Regions from separate parts of the Anas platyrhynchos genome. Here region 2 is linked to region 1. A link is a contact called in public Hi-C data. All regions are on one chromosome and are shown on one strand. The core of a region is the stretch at or near the end of the contact, and the rest is flanking DNA. Distances in the headings are between cores, read along the strand shown. Region 1 overlaps RNF220 (ring finger protein 220). Region 2 overlaps RNF220 (ring finger protein 220).

What was found. A called contact is a pair of places that touch in the nucleus more often than the background predicts.
Region 2: a Hi-C map of skeletal muscle shows a contact between it and region 1, with 2.0 times the contacts expected there. The contact joins two enhancer-like sites. A contact is called at or near these places in 2 of 8 Hi-C or Micro-C datasets (F1 follicle and skeletal muscle).

What each region holds. Positions count from the first base shown.
Region 1 is chr8:29,240,828-29,243,357 of IASCAAS_PekinDuck_T2T, forward strand. All of the region lies in intron 2 of RNF220 (ring finger protein 220), which reads left to right. Among named protein-coding and RNA genes, the nearest start is that of RNF220, 16 kb to the left of the region's middle. Within about 2 kb of position 1,269, at least 1 of the 8 cell types and tissues checked has an H3K27ac peak or open chromatin away from gene starts, as enhancers often do.
Region 2 is chr8:29,314,948-29,317,477 of IASCAAS_PekinDuck_T2T, forward strand. The region is part of intron 3 of RNF220 (ring finger protein 220); the gene reads left to right. Among named protein-coding and RNA genes, the nearest start is that of RNF220, 90 kb to the left of the region's middle. Within about 2 kb of position 1,269, at least 1 of the 8 cell types and tissues checked has an H3K27ac peak or open chromatin away from gene starts, as enhancers often do.

The DNA of each region.
Region 1 (2,530 bases), core at 19-2,518:
CAGTGGAAGTCTGCAGATCTCCGTCTCCATTAGCCAGAAGTAATGTTCCCACCATCTCATTATTTTCCCTCTTAAAATGAAAACAACGCGTTGACTGTGGAAACAGAGGGAGATCCTGTTAGGGGAAGGCAGAGCCGGGGAGAGAGAACTTGAACTGGTCTCACTCGAATGTGTCTCAGATGTTGCTACCGTCTGGGGAAGCTGTGCATGGATCAGGCCCCGGGTTTGCAGCACATTTCAAGGAAGAAGGGGCCTTCAGCTGGGGAAATGCTTCCCCTCGGGTTGTCTCTGTGGGAACACCACGAGGATCCAAGCCTCCTGAGCTCACCCCCTGTGAGCAGGGTGCCCTGGGGGGTTATGGTGTCAATGCAACCCAGGCGGGACCCTGCTGTCCTGGACGTTGCCTGTTGTGTCTGGGTTGTTAGCTGCACCTGGGCAAAGAGGCAGAGGAAATCCCGGTGTGGTGTGATGGGTTTTGCAGAAAGGGCCCCGAGAGGAGAGGCAGTTTGACACCGCTCGCTGATGGCCCCTCCGCTGTGTACTCAGGTGGCTCGCTGGTGTCCAGGTGACCCCAGACCCACGCTAAGGAGATGTGCTGCCAGTTCTTCAGACGCCGGGTATTTCACTTTTGCTGCACGTTTCCAGCTTGACCGCTGGAGCAGGAAGAGGGAAGGGCTGCCTGGGCAAAGCCCCGAGCACAGCCCGTGTTGTGCTGTGGGCTCTGTTGACCTTGGACAAGCAGAGCCCTTTCTCGGGGCACATCTCTAAAGCAGGGCTTACACCGTTCCCGCAGCACAGCTGAGGGCATTGCATCCACGTCTCTGAGGGGCTCAGGTCCCAGGTGGCAGCAGGAGCCCTGGTACCCGCAGCGCAGTGACATGGCTGGCTGGAGGGGCTGGGGGAGGGCTGGGGGCCTGCTTAATAAACAGTAGCATCGTCGTTTATTCTGAAGAAACAGTTACTGGGTTTTATTTTTCGGCTCTAGAACTTGGATGAACTGCTGAAAACAGTGGCTAGGAACAGCAGAGAAAGAAAAGGGGGAAAAAATTTGGAGTAAGGTAGATAAAAGTGAGAGATAAAAGAAATAATGCAGGGAAGGATGAGTAATCGACATTCTTGGAGTTGAAGCACAGGCTCTGGCTTCCTTCCTGAGCAGTAAAATAAAATTAAAAAAAAAAGTCTTTAGAACAACAAAACTCTGGACGCGCTGGTTTCCTTCCTGACAGGCCCAGCCTCGTGGTGTTTCGATGAGTCCTCATTGGCAACCAGGGCTGATCTAAAGGCCAAAGGCAGAAAGATTGGGGGGAAGGGAGGCGGATTTAACTCTTTGAGCTCTGCTGCAGAACCGCAGATCTCCTGCTTTGTGCGGGTGCTGGAGCACAAACAATGTTCGATGTCACCCTGGCGGCTGAGAGCCGGGTGGCACATCCACCCAGGTGCCCAGCTGCCATCGGAGCGAGTGTCCCTGTTAGGAAACAACAGCAGGCATTTTTAATCCCCGTGCAAGTGGATGAAATTCCTCGGACGGCCCGGAACAATAGCAGCGATGAGCACCGCGGGAGTGGGCTGGCAGCCCTGTCGGCAGCCCCGCCACCGCTCCCTTGCTGTCTCGGGGATGCTCCTTTCGCTTCCAGCATCCATGAATCATTATCCGAGGGTCTCCCCCCAGCACCCTGCCCAGACGGGAAGGTTGGGGTGCAGCAGAGCCCGTGGTGCCCCCCAGGGCTGTGGGTGCTGAGCGGCGGGGAGGATGTGTGTGCCAGGCAGGTCGGGTGGCTCGGGCAGAGCTTGTTTTGCAGCTAACTCTCTGAGGCTCGCCGCTCTCCGCAGGGTTCCCCTCTCTGAAAGGTCGAAGCTACTTCTTAATTCTCAGCAGCTGACAAAATATTTATTTTCAGGTACTTAAAATATTATAATTTGAAGTGGAGTCCAGGGCCCTGGCTGGAGCTGAGCTTTTGTACTAACAGCTTCAGCGAAATGACTTTTTCCTCCTCCAACTTGCCAACAAATGCTTGGAAAATAATTGTGGGACAGTCATCCCTTTAGTGAGCAGATCAAGAAGATTTGAGACTTGCCAGAGACTTTCAAAGGACAGGCCAAAGGTTCAAGTTGTTGCCAGTTCTATTTGTCTTAGCCTTTACACTTAGTTTTGTGTCATTAATTTCATCAAACGCTTGTGGGTAAAAGGCGCCCAGCGGGCTGCTGCTTGTGCTGAGTTCTTTGGGTGTGCTCGGACACCTCTCGGGAAAGAAGCCCACCTTTTTGTGTAGAGAGCGAGATGAAAAACACTGCAGCTGGAGAAGAAACAGCCTTACCCACCAGCACGCCTGCGATAACCCGAAATGGAGAAGGCCACCCTGGGGGAGCCGTAGCAGCGAGCTATTTATTTCCTTCCCGCAGCCCTTTCTAAGTGGGTTTTGCAGGGAGATGCGCATACGAATGGTGAGCGGTGCCTCTGTGCCTACAGGACCCGTAGGGACCGACAGAAATAAGGTGCCTGGTGGGGTTGTGTCAAAGCCTCTGAAAGGAG
Region 2 (2,530 bases), core at 19-2,518, 74 kb after region 1:
TATGAGAGCCCTTTAATCTCAAGCCAATATGTCAAAATCAAATTAAGCCTTGGAAGGGGAACGGGCTCAGCGTGCCAAGCTCGCTCGCTCGGTTGTAAATGTACAATTGTTTCTGGGAGCTGTTATTAAAGCGCCGGGGCTGCTGCCCATTAAGGGACCACAACGTCACATCCTCCAGCCACGAGGGGAGCAGGGGACAGACCCACTGCGTCCCCTGCGCCACGGCACGGGGACGGTGGCACCAGCCCTGGCTTGGGTGGGCTTCGTTACAAGCAAAAACAGCAACGACAGCAGTGTGGGCATCCCCAATTTTCTCTGCAGCCTGTGTTTGATGGTCTGTAGGCTCACGGCGAGCTGGCTGGGACAAGAGGGGACCTTGTGCCTCGTCCCCACAGTGGTTTTGCTCTGGACACGGGTGGGTGGGAGCAGGGGGAGCCGGTGTGCGGTAGCTGCTGGGAAGCAATGGCACGGTTAGATCTGTTCTGCGGTCTTTATGGGTCCCACTAAATCCTGTGTAATGTACTGTAAATAAAGTTTATAGCTGGAATCGGTGTTTTACAGGGGCAAAGCAAAGTCCAGCTGCAGAGCTCCAAACAAACGTGCTGCATGCGGGGGGGAGGCGGCCACGGTGCCCCCAGCTGAGCCCCCTGTTCGTGGGGCAGGTTTCGCTGGGTGCCGGGAGCAGCACGGCTCCAGCCTCCATCCTTCCCTTGCACCAATGCCTCTGGACACTCTTGTCACTGCAAATGGCTCCCAGCATCTCCTCCCCATCAGCAATTTAGACTGAAGTCACTTGCAAAGTGAAAATAAATGGGTTTCTGCAAGCGCTGGGGGGGGGTCAGTGGCGAGGGGACGGGTAGATGTTGCACACAGGGAAACTGAGGCAAGGAGCCTTGCTCCAGGGTCACGTATCAGCGCTCAGGCAGAGCCAGAAGTGAGCCCTGCGTCTCTCCCCTTGCACCTCTGGCAGGGACCTGACCCTGGGCATCGGGGCTGGGAAGCCCAGGGGTGTCGGGGGCACCCAAAACACCACCCTCAGCTCCTTCCCCACGGCTCTGCAGGGCTGTGCCCGCCCATGCTCTGGGCTGCCCGGCGATTCCCAGACATGCTGCGCTCGCTGTTTTCCGGGAACCGAGAGGCCTGAGCAGAGATAAATAAGTGATACAGACATCAGTGCACTAAACACACATGACGCGCTCCCTCCGGCTCCCCCCGCACCCACATAGTTCTATTAATCCTGACAAATTATGACGTACAGACGTGTAATGCAAACTGATTCATCATACATTCAAATCTGCCGTGCGGGAGCAGCGGGAGGGCAGAGGCAGACAAGTGTATTACACGGATAATGTATTTGACGTATTAATAAAACCAGCCGCATTGCTCAATCTGGGGAGAGGGGGGGGATGCCGATACATCATGACAGATCGCATATTGATGGAATCCAGATGTTGGGAATCATAGTCTTGGGGCCTTTCTTGTATTGACTAAAGGTAAAAAATGCAGGCTGTCAGCACATTAAATCTCCGCTCCGCTCGCCGGGGCTGGGGCAGCGGTTATTTATTTCTGGAGCACGGGGAAGCTGCTGCCCACGTCCCCCGTCCTGCCAGCCCAGGCACCCAGCACACTGCATGCAGGAGGGGACAAAGAGCCCTTCCACGACCAGCCTGGGCACATCATCAGCTTGAAATCCCTGCATCAGCCCCTCTGCTGACAGCCCAGCCTTCCCCATCCAGCCCCTGGCACTGCTTTTTGGCCAGTGCTTCCACAACGCAGACCCAAAGGTGCGGTTTGGAAGCGGCCCCCCGGTGTTGCTGCTGCTGCTTCCCATGGTTTGCTCCTTCAGCACAGCTCTGTCTCCCTTTTTATGCTCGCTCCGAGCCAATTGTGAGCGGTCTGAGTGAGTGCTGCAGGGGAACGGGAGCGTTAAACATGCGCTTTTCTGTCAGGGTGCATCCCCTGGTATCCGTAGTGTTTTCAGGGGAAGGTATCCTCTTACTCCTGCTTTCACAGGTAAAGGTCATTGTGCCAGTAGTAACTTCAACTTTTATTTTCCCTGACAGAGGCCTTTTAAAATGAAATCATCTAGTTTCGGGTCTGTTTGGGCTGGATAATTTTTAAGGGCATTCTTGAAGCCCGTTTGCCTCTGGCGTGTGCGTGACGCAGTGCTGGGTACGCAGGAACCGACGGCGCATACAGCAGCAGGGCACCTCTAGGAGCCACCTTGCCTGGTGCTCCTCTGGCTCAGCAGCATCTCTCTGCAGTGTGTCCAGCCCAGTTTTTGACTTGCAGCAGGTAGCGAGGGATGTCTGACCCCAAGGGAGAGCTTAAATGATCACAGGGATTCAGACCACGGGGGCTCCAGCGCATAGGAGCCCATACAACTACTTGCGTGGCATTTTCCCCCTGTCAAAATGGATCAAAAAGCAGGAAACGGGGAACGGAGGGAAATACAGAGCAGATGTTGATGTGCTGGTGTTTGCCCGAGGGCTGCCTGCTGGTTACAAGGGGGAGCAGGATGTGGCAGCCC